Linked DNA regions of Mus musculus: region 2 is linked to region 1. The links are chromatin contacts, called in public Hi-C maps. All regions are on one chromosome and are shown on one strand. Each heading gives the region's core, a stretch centred on a gene start, on an enhancer-like site or on the middle of the called end of the contact. The rest is flanking DNA. Distances are from core to core; before and after follow the strand shown.

Region 1 (7,929 bases), core at 2,814-5,313:
CCAAATAGGCCGTCCATCTGTGCAAAACTGCTGACCAGCGCTTACAGGACTGTGGTGTCACTGGCTACATCCTTCCATATGCACCCTAGTCATAGAGACCTCCTCAAGGGGCCCTGTGTGTGCTCTGTGGACTTCCTTTTCCTCTCCCTGAGGTGTCCTCTCCCTTCTGAGTGCTGGTGGTATGCCTGTTGGTCACGCTCGGCTGAGGTTCAGTGCCACATCTTTCTTCTTTGCTTCCTCTGTGTATGCTGTACACTTACTCAGCCGAGCAGCCGAGCACTTCTTTTCTCCGAGTTCTTTTCTCGTGCCCATTCACAGCACTAGACAGACAGGGAGGCTTGAAAAGGCCACTTAGTTATGTTCAGTTTTGCATGTTTTGGCGTTGTGTTCCAAAGTATATTTTGTACTAGACTCAGCTGAGGAGTACCTGTAAACAACCTACAAACAGATGCTGGTTGGTCAGCAGTGAACTGGGCTTGGTTGATTCCTGTTCTAGATGAACATTTTTCTGTTATAGTCTCTTCTCATATCTGTAACAGATTAAAATTTTGTAGACTGAAAATATAAAATAGTTTTGGAGAGAATAGCAGAAATGTTCCTATGGACCAGCAGAATGGCTGGATGCACTGGCCATGAAGCCGGACACCTGAGTTTATCTCTGGAAACCCCATTGTGGAAGGAGGGAACTGGTTCCAACAAGTTGTCCTCTGACATCCACATGTGCAATCCTCCCTCCACCCCCCACAGTTGTTTTTACAAAGAAATGATTTTTCCATGTTCATATGTATGATTTACTGGTCGGTTAATTTCTAGTAGAAATTATTTTTTACAAAGAGCATTATAGCTGCTGCCATGCCATAGATTACTGACAAATCTTACTTTTGAAGTTAATTTAGATTCAGGTATATTTATACTGAAGCTTATGTGTGTTAATGCTTTATTTTGCAAAAACCTGCTACATGTCTGTAGTTTCACTCTTATTTGTTTACTCTCTATCTGGCAAGGGCTATTCTAGTAATATAAAGTAATTCCACTGCTTTTAGACCTTATTCCAGACTTATTCTCTCTTAACAGTTTGATGAAAATAACCTGACATTGATGGAAGAGATAGCTAAAGTCAGAGGGGTAAAGTGGCTTGCCTGAAGCCACAGAGTACGTTCATATTCCATTAGCTTCTGTTGTGCTGAATTGAATGTATGTATAACAAATTCACACACATGTATGTGTGTATATATCAGCTTGCTCTTTATTAATCCTAATTGCCTTTGTATAAACAGTTAAGTTAGTAAATAATAAATTTATAAATATGGTATGTAGATTCTTTTTTGAAGAAATTTTATGGGCAGAGTGTTTGTTTAAAATTTGTTTTAATGGAATTTTCCATAAGCTTAATTGTCTTAATTAGGGTTTTATTGCTGTGAAGAGACACCGGACCATGGCAACTCTTATGAAGGAAGACATTTAGTTGGGACTGGCTTCCAGTTTTAGAAGCTTAGTCCATTACTGTCATGGCAGGAAAAATGGCAGTGTGCAGCGGACATGGTGCTGGAGAAAGAGTTGAGAGTTCTACATCCAGATTTGCAAGCAGCAGGAAGTGTATTGATCTATTAGACCTAGCTTGAGCCTCTAAGACCTCAGCCCCACCCCCAGCAACACAACTTCTTCAAGACCACACCTACTTCAAGGCCACACCTCCTAATAATGCCACTCCCTATAGGCCATGCATTCAAACACATGCATGTATGGGGCCATTCTTTATTATTATTTTTTTATTAGATATTTTCTTTATTTACATTTCAAATGTTATCCCCTTTCCTAATTTCCTCTCCAAAAATCCCCTTTCCTCTCCCCTGTTCCCCTGCTCCCCAACCCACCCACTCCTGCTTCCTGGCATAGGCATTCCCCTATACTGGGGCATAGAACCTTCACAGGACCAAGGGCCTCTTCTTCCATTGATGACCGACTAGGCCATCCTCTGCTACATATGCAGTTAGAGCCATGAGTCTCTCTGTGTGTTTTCTTTGGTTGGTGGTTTAGTCCCAGGGAGTTCTGGGGTTACTGGTTAGTTCATATTGTTGTTCCTCCAAGGGGGCTGCAAACCCCTACAGCTCCTTTAGTACTTTCTCTAGATCCTTCATTGGGGACCCTGTGCTCCATCTAATGGATAACTGTGTGCATCCACTTCTATATTAGTCAGGCATGGCAGAGTCTCTCAGGAGACAGCTATATCAGGAGACAGCTTCTTGCTATTATAAATAAGGCTGCATTGAACATAGTGGAGCATGTGTCTTTATTACAAGTTGGGGCATCTTCTGGGTATATACCCAGGAGTGGTATCTCTGGATCTTCTGGTAGAACTATGTCCAATTTTCTAAGGAACCACCAAACTGATTTCCAGAGTGGTTGTACCAGCTTGCAATCCCAGCTCGCCAGCATCTGCTGTCAACTGAGTTTTTGATCTTAGCCATTCTGACTGGTATAAGGTGGAATCTCAGGGTTGTTTTGATTTGCATTTCCCTGATGATTAAGGATGTTGAACATTTTTTTAGGTGCTTCCTAGCCATTCAGTATTCCTCAGTTGAGAATTCTTTGTTTAGCTCTGTACCCCATTTTTAATAAGGGTTATTTGGTTTTCTGGAGTCCAACTTCTTGGGTTCTTTATATATATTGGATATTAGCCCCCTATGTGAATTAGGACTGGTAAAGATCTTTTCGTATGGGGCCATTCCTACTCAAACCACCATATCAGTCTATTTTTCCTTTAGTCTTTCCTCCAGCCATCTAACAGTCCATTAGCCTTTTCGTTTTTGTAATTTGTCCATTTTATTATCTACCCATGTAAAATGTATAATGTAGTGGGGTTTTTAAAATTATATTCATGGATACACATAACCGTTACCACAATCATTTCAAAACCACAACCCCTGGCAAGGTGTGATATTATATACTTATAATTTCATTACTCAAGAGACTGAGGCAGGAGTATTGTGAGTTCAAGGACAGCCTGGGCTGTATAGTGATGAGAGGAGAGGAGACCAACAAGAAAGGAAGTGAGGAAGGGAAAAGAAAGGAAGCAGACCCTGCGTCCTTTAGCATTGCACGCCAGTCTCTCCAGGAGCCACTGATCTACTATGGCTCTATAGCTGTGGAGTTACCTGTTTCAGACATTTCATATAGAAGTGAATTTTATATAAAATGTGGTTTTTTGTGGTTGGAGTGTTCTTGTTTTCAAGCAAGGTTCATCTGTGTTGTTAGATCCATCAGCATTTAATCAGTTAGCACTTCATTTATTTTTATAGTTTAATAATACTCCATTATGTAGTATGTAGCTATACCACATTTTGTAGATCTACCAGTTGGTGGACCCTGGGTTGTTAATATTACTAAATTATTCTTGGATGCTTGTGCTTTGAACGAGGAATGCCCTCACTAGGCTCAGGTATTTGCATTACTTGGTCCCCAGTAGGTGGTGCTGTTTGGAGAGGTTTAGGAGGTGCAGTCTTGCTGGAGGATGGATGTCTCAGGGCTTCCAGATTTTATAGCCTATCCCTGCTTCCAGTTTGCTTTCTCTACTTCTCTCTTGCAATGTGAGCTCTCACCTTCTTGGCACCATGCTTGCAGGTGGCTCCCTGATGTCATGCCTCCCAGCCGAGATGGATTCAAATCCTCTGGGACCAGAGCCCAGATAAGCTTTTGGTCACATGGTGCTGTGTGTAGCACAGCAGCAAATGTAACTATTAATTGTGCTGCTCAGCATCCATTCTCACGTTAGTATCTCAGCATGGTTTCAGTTGGCATTTATGTAATGATGTCATATGCTTTTGGGCTCTTAGAGAAATCTCTGGAGAAGTGCCTATTCATATCCTGTGCACTTTTAAATCCAGTGTCTAAGTTCTTTATATATTCTAGAGAAAAGTCTGATATAAGACATGATCTGCTGGTATTTTTCCTATTGTGTGCTGCATTTTACTTTCTTGATAGTGTTCATTGAAGTATGCAAGGTTGTGATCTTGCGGGAGTCCAGCTGTGTGGATTTGCTGTTTTCGTGGTATGCCTTCCCCTGATAGAGCTTAGCATCAAGCTTGAAGCAGTCCTATTCATGTGTGCTGAGTATGAGTTTTGAGCTGGGACTCATTTGATGACTAGTTCTCTAAAGGTGCTGTGATGAAAACCTTTTCCCAGCAACCATGTGGAACCCTGGAGTTGGTGGGAATTGTAGATGAGAGAGCCTTCAGGACAGGCTTCACATGGGCTGTTGCAGGTTAAAGGTGAGTAGCTGTTTCATGTACTAGAAACAGACTGGAAAAGATTGATGAGTATTTGTCCTGATATGAAAGCTGACAAACCTGCCTGTAAGCTTCATGGCTGCTTGAGAGGTAGGAAACCCCTAAGTCAAAGACAGCAGCTTTTGTTGTTATACCTCAGATAGTATGCCTGTTCTGGTTTACCTTCCTGTCTCCATGCCTCATGGTTTCTGGAGCTGATATGGGAGAGCCCAGGAGGGTTGAGGTCACAACTAAGGAACCTCAGGCTCAGGGGTCCAGTTTTTGGAAGTAGACGCCATCTTAGTCTTGTGAGATCTTGCTCTTACATAAGCATCCTTGTAAAGATGGACTGGGACAGAAGGGCACATGGCACCTTTGCTCCCAAGATGTTCAGAATGAGTGAGAAATGACTTGCTCCCTAGAACCTGACACATTCAGGGAGCTGCAAGTGCTTCAGGGTGAAGATTAACTTCAGCTGAGGCCTTTCCAGGCTGTTGCCACCACCAGTGGTGAAAGCTTCAGCACTTTTCTTTGGAGATGAACTTTGTCCAAGATGCAGGAGAGGCCAGGTGAGATGAAGAGAGGGGTCCTCCTCTGTCCCCAGAGGGAACATAATCCTTTGGTTGTCTGGATGGGGTAATGTTGGGCTTTCAGAACTACAGAATCATGCACTGGCTGCCCACTTTAGTATCATTGTGACTTTAACTTTCAGGTTATTTTCCTTTATAAGTAGTGATGATGTAAAATAGCAGTGAATGTCTTGTAGGGTCCTTAACCATCCACCCATCCACATCTCCCTAACACCTGCCGTATTTGGAGTTGCTGTAAAGTATTAAGGAATGTATCTAAAATGCTCTTTACAGAGCTGGTACATAATATTCATATTGGTCAGTTGCTTTGTTTTTGCTGTAATTATTTGAGCATTTGAAAAGATGGATCCTGTAGAGCCTTAGGGTCAGAATTGACTTTGTACAAAAATACATCCGTGAATTAAAATGCAAATTCTCTATTAGCCTAGATGATTGCTTCATCTCTTAGAGCTTGCTTTTTCCTGCATGTGAAGACTTGAAGTGACTGCCTTTTTGTGGTTATTCTGGGTTTGAGACAGTTATTTCCTTTGTTGTTTAGGGTTTACTTTGAACTATGGTCTTGCTGTGTTGCCCAGGTTAGCCTCCAAAGCTACGTAGGCTCAAGTGATCTTCTTTCTCAGCTACCTGGCTGGAGTACAGACACATGCTACTCTGCTGTATTAAGCTCCTCACTTTAAAGGCGGCCCTGGGCAGAGACTGGCTACATGTGTGTGTGTTTCATTGGTATTCTGCTGAGTACTTAGTTTTAAGTCACTGGGTGCTCTCTAACCAGTGTCTTATTTACATGCAAACAAAATTACACTAAATAACAGATTTTTTTTTTGCAGTCTCTTTTGTCCCATTTTGCAGACTGTTCTTTTAGAAAGTATCCTTTTTAAATTTTGGAATAATAATAGACTTACAAACACTTGGAATGAGAGTTCCCAAATGTCTCTACCCACTGCCCTTACTTGCTCAGACCTTAGTGCATAGTACATTTATCAAAGCTACATAAAACATTGGTGTGTTATTGCAGACTAAACTTCTGTTTTAGTAACATTTTTTCAGTGGCCCTTTTTCTTTTTTTTATATTTATTTTATTTGTATGAGTACACTGCAGCTGTCTTCAGACACACCAGAAGAGGGCATCAGATTCCATTACAGATGGTTGTGAGCCACCATGTGGTTGCTGGAATTTGAACTCAGGACCTCTGGAAGAGCCGTTGGTGCTCTTAACCTCTGAGCCATCTCTCCAGCCCCAGTGTCCCTTTTCAATACATTGTCCAGGATGCAGTCCTGGCTGCCACATTGCATTTAGTCACTTCTTGAGTTGTATAACCTTTTTCTTTTCCCTTAAAAAAAAAAAGTTTGACTTTGTGTGAAATGTCCCTCAGTTGGAGTTTAATGTTTTTCTTATGAGTTAAGGGCAATTTTATGTTTTTAGAAGAAGATGACAGAAGCCAAACTCCTAATCACATTCCGTGAGGGACTCAGCATGCTACCCTACACCACTTGGCTCTGGCAGTGTTTGCTAGGTGTCTTTACTACATACATGAGTAGTGTTTTTGTTTAGTTGGAATTCTTTAAATTGTTTTTTTCTAAGACCTTGGAACACACAGCTTTAAACAAGATGTCTTCATCAAATCCTTCCCCTCAGAGCTCAGGAAATCCTGCCAAAGAGGAGACTGAAGGAGTGGGGGAGACAGTACACAGGATACCAGGAGAACAAGGCCCTTTAAAACAACTGAGCAAGGCTCATAGGAACTCTGAGAGACTGAAGCAGCAGTCACAGCGCCTACATGGGTCTGCACCAAGTTCTCTGCGTTATATATATAATAGCTTTCAGTTGAGGGCTTTTATGGGAGGCCTGAGTGTGTAAAAGAATAGGCCTTCTTGTGCCTTCTCTTGAGGCTCTTTAATTTTTTTGTTGGCTTGCCTTATCCGACAAGTAAATCAAGTTGGTGTTTGTTTTTTCTTATTATATTTTATTTTGCTATGTTTTGTTATCCTTTAGAAGCCTGTTCCCCCCCTCCAGCACTGCCCCCCCCTCCCGCACGCCCCCCTCCACCCCCCAGTAAGAGACAGAAAGGAAGTGGATCTATATGGGGAAGGAGGTGGGGAGGAACTGGGAAGAGTAGAGGAAGGGGAAACAATGTTCAGATTATGTTGTATGATACAATCTATGTTTAATAAAAGGGGGTGTGGGTATTGTCTTCTTTATACTCTGGGCACATTATCAACGACATCTCCAAAGAGTCCTAGTTCTCCTAATTGGAAATTGACATTTTGAAAATAAGATCTGGGCCCTGGGTTTGCTTCTACCAAAACATCACTTTTCAGCAAAGTTGGTAAGTGCATGCTAGTAGGCTGACATCCTGTCTTCATCAACCTGTCATCCTGCAGGTAGCCATCTGGATCTGACCTCTTCAACTGTAGGATTGTATGGCTAAATTCTAGTATTCTCTGGATAGTCTCTCATATCACTCTCCTAATAGTAAAAAACATGGCTCCCACCATCCCCCATCCATTTATTTGTTTAGCTCCACTATAATAAACTAAATCAGTTTTAGAGTCATTAACGTCTGTGACAGCAACTTGAACTTGCTCACAGGGTTTGCATGATTCTTTTTGCTTTTAGTCTTACAGTCTCAAACACCATTGTCTGTGGTTATGTAGGTCAGTTCTTTTCCTTTCAGGCGGGCTTGTCATATGGTTTTATGATTTTTGTATCTTTGTTTTCTTTCTGGTTTGGCAGTGCTGGTGATCAAACCCTGGGTCTCTCCCACATTAGGCAAGTACTGAGCTATCCTTGGCCTCAGACATTTATAAGATGATTTAAAGCTTTTGCCATAGTCAAGTCTCTCCAAGGAGCTTCTCAGTCCTGATTGTTGCCATCCTGTTGTTCTTCATGCTTTATAGGCACTGTGATGGCTAGTCTTAGTCGTCAACTTAACTACATCCGGAATTAATTAAAACTCAGGGCCAGGCACACCTGTGAGGGATATTTTTAAGTGACTAGAAGCTCAAGGACACACCAGTGGATCTTGAAGGTTGAAGGACTCACCTTTAATCGAGATCTTTTGAGAGGGGAAAAT
Region 2 (7,929 bases), core at 3,829-6,328, 530 kb after region 1:
TTCCAGCCCCAGGCAGCTGCCTACACTTTCTGTCTTTATTAATTTGACTGTTTTGTGTATCTCATGGAAAAAGACCCATGTGGCATTTGCCTGTTTGTTGCTGGCTTATTTCACTTAGCTTCATGCTCTCAAGGTTCATCCACGTTGGATGGTATGTCAGAATTTCTCTTTAAAACCAAGGAATATTGTAGACATCTTTAATCTCCCACTGCTATTCAATTTTAAAGCCTCACTGGCCTGTGAGGAGCGGGAAGCAGAATAGAATTTTGTCATGGCAATGTCTTCCTGGGCTTGACTCGTGGACTTGAGCTGAATTAGTCACGACAATATGGCTCAGACAGACCTAATAAAATAGGACTTGGCATCCTGCTTTATCCCTATTTTGTGATGTAAATGTAACCTTAATTAGATGGGTCTAGACTAGAACGGCTTTTGCCATTTGTACGGAAATGTGCAGTGTGCATTTGACAAATGATCATTGCTGTGTTTACTTTCAGTTGCAAGCTGGAGGTATGTTATGGGCTTAGTGTTTGTTTCTATTTTTGCCAAATTCACATCTTGGAACCTAACTCCTTGAGTCATGGTATTAAGAAGCTGGGTCCTTTGGGAAGTGATGAGGTCTTGTGGGTGGGGCTTGCACTGAGTGGATTAGCACCCTAATGAAAGAGCCCCCCCCCCCAAATCTATTTGTCTTATTCCGTTCACTAGATGAGGATAACCAAAAGGCCCTGTCTAAGAGGAAAGGGTCTCATTTGATTGCCCGGCCCTTGGGTATTCCAGTTACTAGACCCGTTTCAACCAACCATTATTAACTGGCTATAAATTACTCAGCCCTAGGTTATGCTTTTTTTTTTTTTTTTTGGTCAGTGCAAACAGACTAAGACAGGGCAGAGGAGGGAAGAGACAAAGTGAGTAGATTAGGATCCTAGAGTAAATACAGACTCTGAGCTCTAAGATGGCAGAACCTGAAGTAAGCTTGGAGATCAGACATTCTTAATGATTCATTTTACTGACAATAGACAATTAACTGATACCTAATAACCTTTTAGTCCTGTGTTCATGTGGTTACATGCACCACATACTCTATTATTTGATTTTTAAAAATATTTATCCATTTATATGTGTACAAATGTTGTGCCTGCATGTATGTAAATGTAGCATATGGCTGCCCCCAGACATCAGAAGAGGGTGCTGAATCCCCTGAAACTAGAGTTGGGAATTATCGTAAGCTAGCATGTAGATGCTAAGGAACTAAAGCCAGGTCCCCAGGCAGAGCAGCAAGTGCTTTTAACTGCTGAGCCATGGCTCCGGCTTCTGCATTATCTGATTTTGAGTTTAGCCATGGCACTTTATGTTAGGATCCTATGTCTCAAGGGAAAAAAAAGTCACATGCAGATTTAAGGAAATTCTGAGGCAAAAAACTAACTACTGATTTTCTGGTGAGAACTAGAGTCCAGCTCTCCTAACCTCCAGCATCTTTATTTACTAAGCTGTATGGGTTGTTTATTTACTTCTTAATGTGTGTATGTGTGAGAGAATGCAGGTGCGCGAATGCCATGGTAAGACTATAGAGGTCAGAGGACAACTCTCAGGAGCTGGCTCTCTCTTGCCACCCTGTGGGATCCAAACTCAGGCTTACCATCTGTGCCATCTCTCTGGCCCTACATTTGGATTTGAATGGCTTGTGACTTTTAATGTCCTGAGCCAGGTCCCATAAGACACTTGGTTTTGAGCTTCTCTCTGTGTCTTCCTATTATCCCAGGGTTTATAATAGTCAACAAAGCTATATAAGAGAGTGTAAAATATCTATCACTCATTTGCATGATCCTATGTAAAACCTCATGCACTTTGTATGCATAAAATCTTTTAGGGTCACCAGGCAAGATAGCTCAGCAGGTAAAGGTGCTTGTTGCCCAATGGTGCATTGAGACATGCTAATCCTTGCAGCCCATGTTTACCCATGGAAGGAGAATACCAACTCCATGAAGTTGTTCTCTGACCTCCTTACACATACTGTGGCATGTGTGCCTGCCTGCATACATACACACAATAGTAACAAAATGAAAGGAAACCTTTAAATTCTCCAAAGAGTACTGCAGTCAAAAATATTCTCATTAGATAGTCACTGATACAAAGATTCATAACTCAAGTGCTTTGAGCACCTTGGATAAAGTAAGAAGAGAAGGATGGGGATGTTAAACATGCCAGCATCATAAAAATGGTCAGAGTCAAAACAAGGGCTCACAGTAGAGCTGCTCCGTCCTCACTGCATTGTCATAGCAATGGTTGCTATTTTATTCACCCTCTTTGAATACCAGAACTCTCTGTGATCTTGGCTTCTCTCTTCATACTACATCACAGCATTCAGGAGCCTGAGAAAAGCTTTTTCTAATAATTGTCATGCCATCAGAGTCAGTAGAGAGAGGTTTCTTTGTAGAGGATGAAACTGGCTGCCCATTTGGGGAAGAGCGATGTGCTGTGTTTAGGGTAGCTGTTTCGATGACAATGATCTCCTTTCTCCATGTTCATTTTTTTTGGTTGAGAATGGACATAGATTATGAGTCTAGACATCAGGGACATGCAGAAGCTGAGCCAATTAGTGATGTGGTGGCAATTATATCTGGGCATCTGAAGTGACTTACGGTGTCAGCACCACGAATGACTGTTCCCTGCAAGGATGTTTTTATAAGGCAAGAGGAAGAGGTCCTTCAGAAGAAGCCTAGCCGTGAAAGTAAAAGGTTTGATACCTTGCCATTCTAACGGCTTCATAACAGGTTCTATAGGTCACTGAAGTCTGGATCTCTTTGCTTGAAGATACAATGACAATTTAATACTTAGGAACTCTGGATTTGACTTTTAGGTGCTTCCTGAGACTGGCAGTGGGTTCTTGTACTTCTGTCCACAGGGGTTGTGATTCAATGGTTTACCCACACTCTGTAGGTATTCAAGAAATATTGGATAGGAGATGGAAAAATTGTGACTTGCTCTAAATTAGGTATTGCAGGTGTTAACACTTGGGATTACAGACTGATCTTGCTTATAATTCTTATTCTTCCAGGGACTCACAGAGTGGGAGATAGGAGATAAGGAGAAAAATGGCCAATGCAAACATTCACATTAGCTTTCAAGAGAAGAGAGGGTTAGAAGCCATACTATGATATTAGTATTTGCCTCATCAAATCAGTATTATCCCTTCTTATTCTACTGGAACTATTGGGAGCCCTCATCTCTCATCCAATCATCATCATCATCATCACCATTGCACATCACTCCCTTATTATACTGATCTGGAAAGAGATTTAATAGCTATATCCAAAACAAGTTCTGACCCCACATGGTAGGGTCAAGCACCTGGAACATGGTTCACGCAGTGAGAGATAAATTCTTGCACTTGATCAACAGGGTAGAGGGATCCTAACACACAGCAAGGAGAACAAAGCGTTTACCCCATGACTTATGTTCTGGTGACCACATGGGACCAATTTCAACTACCATTTGAAACCACAGAGAGAGTTTTGTGTGCTGATATGTTTTTTTTTCTTCTTCTTCAAATTTTTAGTAAAAGTAAATGTAACACACAGGATTGTCAGGATCGATCCCACCCTTCTGGGGCCAGTAGCTCCTTTAGAGTCAGAGAGGAAGTATCTTTTAAATCACCATGCAAGTTACTTTCGGAAATTACCACAGTCCCCTGTTCTCTAACTGCAGAAGAGTGCGGACAGGTCCAGGGACAACATTGTGTCACAGCTCCTCCCCATTGGTCGTGTCCCTGAGCGCTTCCTAAGCAGACCCTTAACAAACAAAGGGCAAAGGAAGACTATAATTACCACGTCTCAGCTCTACTGGTCCAGGGAGTCACTGCTGAATGTGGACCAAGAACCTGCACCCCCAGAGGTGTTATTCTGACTAGATGCTATGAAGGGAGAGGGTGCAGGGCATAGAATCCCAAAATAAAAACGAGAGGCACAGTGCCCCATCTCCAGATCATAAAGAGGTAGTCAGTGTGGTGGGTGCTGGGGAGGGGTGCAGGAGGCACGAGCAGGCAGGCAGGGTGCTCTTCAGAATGGAGTCTGCCTACTCACCTTCACTTCTTCACCTTTCCTGAGCAGCCATATCTTCCATGGCTTTACGCACAGTCTCTATGTCTCAGGAACTGCATGGGTTTGTTGAGCTTTGACTTTCTGCCCAATTTATAAACAATGGGAAGGCCAGTTGGTAGGTTCAGTTCCATGACGGCCTCTTCAGATGCTTGATGATACTCTGAAGGTGTTGGCATGGACCACATCAGGACCTTTCCCCCTTGATCTGGGGGACAATTTCTTCAGTCCAGAAGGGCAATGCTCTGGCAATAGTGTCCTTCATGCTGTCACAGGAGGGTAGCGGGTCCTCAGTAAGGTCTGTGTTCCTTACTGATGTCTTCATAGAGGGGATGACTGGGATCTATTGGAGGGGTTGGAGGCATTGTGAGATCGTCTCCAGATCTGCACCAGCTCCTCACCATGCTTGGCAGTAGTTCCTGCTCTATTGAGACCAGTCAGACCCCATTGTGTCACTCACTGAGGCATCAGCTCCCTCCTGGACACTGGCAGCCACATCTGGACTATCCAGACTGATCCAGATTACTCTCTTCTGCACGGAGGTGAAGCAAATGTCAAATTCATAGTCAGCATCTCGCAATGTCTGCCTGTTGTACTTCACCTCCAAGCTGTTCTCTGGGTTCCATGTGCTCTGTGCTGGATCAGCGACAGCTTGTAGGTGGTCATGGCCGTGGCAGGGGATGCTGCTGTGATTCTCATCCCTTTTATTGTTATTGTTATTGTTATTATTATTATTATTATTATTATTATTATTATACAGTACTATCCAGGGATGGAACCCAATGCCTCAGCCTTGTTAGGCAACCATTCTATTACTGATCTATATCCCGGACTCATTTATTACACAATAAAATGTTTATAGTCATATTTTGAGCTGGACTTAAAATTCACATCTTGTGAAGGTCAAGATTCCACTAGAACATGATTAAGTGACTAAGTAAGTTAATGGAATGGGCGACTCTGCCCAGATTATTCAGCCTCACTGAAGAAAGCGTGAAGAGGAAATGGCGTGGCTTCCTTCCTCATGCATTTCTGAGACTGTGACTGATGGCCTGCTTTTAGTTTCTTTTTTTTTTCTTCCTGACACGAAGAAAGTTCATACCCAAAAGGACAATATGGGAGAGAAAATGGTTTTTCTGAGAAGCTGTGATGTTTCAATTTATGGGCTAACTTGGCCAGACAACGGGTGCCCAGAAAACTGCTTAAAATTTCTTCTCAATATGTCTGTGATTAGACATTACTGACACTACTGCGCATGACTGAATGTGATTAGAACAGAAGTTAGTAGACAGGGAAAAAACAGATCACTTTCTAACCTAGCACCAATAAGTAGACCTGCTCCATGCCCTTGAAGTTCTAAATAGAATATAAGGCATAGGAAGGAGAGAACCACGCTCTCTGCTTCACTGCTTTTGACACAGTCCTCTGTATAAGAAACAGCACCTAGGCTGTTGGCTTGCTGCTCTCAGACTTCCCGGCTCTAACTGGAATTGTGTCCCCTAGAACCTCTCCATCGTATAGGCAGCAGATCATAAGACTGACCTCTCACAATCTGCATTACAAGATACTGTTCTTCATTAAGGATTTGACTTTCTGGATAATCTTGGTTCATGTAGAACCTTATATATGTAAGTGATGGTTGATACTGATTATCAACTTGACCGGATCTGGAATTACACACAAGACAAGTCTTTGGGTGTGTTTGGGGGAGTTTTCTTGATTGGATTCATTAAGGTAGGAAGAATCACCCCAGTTGTGGGCAGCACCATACCAAATGCTGATGTCCTGGACTGAATGAAAAAAAGGCAACTGTTCTACCAGAATTTCTTGGTCTTTGGTCTTTGCATCTTGACTGCAGAGACAAAGTGACCTCCTATTACAGCAGGCCATGGAGATGAGCTGGCTATTTTTCCATTAACAAACAAACAAACAAACCAACAAACAAACAAACCAACCAACCAACCAACCAACCAACCAACCAACCAACCAACCAACCAACCAACCAACCTTTCTTTCCTTGAGTTGCTTCTTGTCAGGCATCAAGCACCATGGGAATTAACTAAATGCACGAAATGGGGAGAGGCGGTAAACCAGAACTATAGTGAATGGTCTTTTGTTAGTGCCAGAACTGGTTCTAATCCTAACCTTGCTGATGATCAGATGTGTGAGGTTGGGCACTGGACTCTCCTGAGTACCCTAGCTGCTTTTTCTGCTAAACGAGCATCAGCTTCAGAGTAGAGGTTTCTGTTTGCCACCCAATATCCACATGGCCTTTTATGCTTTCTAATCAGTCTCCTGTCCGTACGGAAGCCAATCACGGCAACAGTTTTGGAATGGAATACTTTCCTGGTCAAGGAGACACAGGCACAATTTTGTTTGCCAGTGCATCTGGATCTGAGGTTTGGAGCTATTGTGATCATGCTGTGGCCTCGAGGAGTCAGGGTGTCTGAGCACAGTAGAGGAGATGCAGAAGCATTGGGGCCCTTTCTTAGTGTCACCAGCAAATTAACCAATCACAGAGTCACCAACCTCTGGACTTCCTGTGCTATCAGAACTTTCTTTATGGGTTAAACTCCATGGGATGGCCTTTCTGCTTCCTAAAACTGAAAGACTCTTAAGCCATATATACTCAGTATTGTTTGAGTTCCGTGGGTAGTGAATAAATTAGCCCATATAAAAGCCTTCACACATGGCTTGGCATTCAGTAAAGAATCAATAAATCTTAGCTTTAATATAAATATGACAAAACCCATTATGTTCACCACTGGGGATGGCTTAAGTATAATTCTGTTTAATTCAGGTTTTCAGAAGATTTTACAAGACAGGAAAATAAAAGAGGTGATTTTTATTTCGCTTCACACTTATCGCTAAACTCCTATCCCAGAGGGTTGGTTTTTTATCATTTTTACTGTGACCAGCAAGCATGGGAAAGCGCCTCTTCTACTTCATGCTAGCTGACTGTGATAGTTAACTTTGATCGTCAACTTGATTGCATTAAGAAATCCTTGGGCCATTATAGAGGTATGTCTTTGGGTATCATGTAGATGTTTCCAGAGAAGATTAACTGATGGGGATTCCTCCGCTATCTCACTGAGTGAAGTCGTGGGCTGAGAAAAAAGAGAAAAGCAACCGAATGCTTCTATTATTCTTCTTTTGCCTCCAGATCCACAGAAGTGAGCGTGTAGTCTTTCTGCTGGCCCCAGTAATAGTCTTTTGTGACTCCTCTATAGAGAAGGAATGTATCTCTTGAACTTGACTTAAAACACTTCCTTTCTCATAGTTGCCTCCTGTAGTGAATTTACTCCTAACATCAAGCAAAAAATAATTTACTAGTATCTGGAATTATGCTTTAAAACAAAATTTTTCCGGTAAGCAAATTAGGCAATCATTCCGTTTTGTGTTTCTGACTAGAAGGTCTTTAAAATAGTATTCTGGTGTCAAAACATTTTGATGTTGGCTGAGGTTCCATTCCGAAGTGCTTTCTAAAATGTGCTGTAGGCATCTGGGAAGGTTCCTCCCCTATTCCTTAGTAACATATAATAGTTTTCTAGTTTGAAACAATTAAATCATTTGTCTGTGTTATGCTGGGTTGTCTAGGATTTCCTGGATGTGTTTCATCTCAAATTTTGAGTTCTCTGAGCAGTAGGAATAGAAAAATGATTGGTGGTCAACACAATGGGTAGAGTCCCCTTACCAGTGCTGTCACTAATGTATATGCAGCCCCGAGACACTGTGTTCCAGGCCCTCTGTCTACATGAATCATCTGAGCCAACACCAGTCAGCATGTTGGTTCCATTTAATGACTAAATATTGTATGCTTTCTCCCCCCCTG

Evidence for each region. A called contact is a pair of places that touch in the nucleus more often than the background predicts.
Region 2: a Hi-C map of bone marrow-derived macrophages shows a contact between it and region 1, with 17 read pairs. The contact joins two enhancer-like sites. A contact is called at or near these places in 2 of 15 datasets of contacts at CTCF or cohesin (large pre-B cells and pro-B cells), 1 of 484 Hi-C or Micro-C datasets (bone marrow-derived macrophages) and 2 of 115 datasets of contacts at active chromatin or transcription factors (T-cell acute lymphoblastic leukemia and large pre-B cells).

What each region holds. Positions count from the first base shown.
Region 1 is chr15:59,393,923-59,401,851 of GRCm38.p6, forward strand. The region is part of intron 2 of Nsmce2 (NSE2/MMS21 homolog, SMC5-SMC6 complex SUMO ligase); the gene reads left to right. Among named protein-coding and RNA genes, the nearest start is that of Nsmce2, 24 kb to the left of the region's middle. Within about 2 kb of position 4,064, at least 47 of the 459 cell types and tissues checked have an H3K27ac peak or open chromatin away from gene starts, as enhancers often do. A contact at or near this core is called in bone marrow-derived macrophages, where this site is marked.
Region 2 is chr15:59,925,528-59,933,456 of GRCm38.p6, forward strand. It overlaps the pseudogene Gm7708. Among named protein-coding and RNA genes, the nearest start is that of 4933412E24Rik, 87 kb to the right of the region's middle. Within about 2 kb of position 5,079, at least 1 of the 459 cell types and tissues checked has an H3K27ac peak or open chromatin away from gene starts, as enhancers often do. A contact at or near this core is called in bone marrow-derived macrophages, where this site is marked.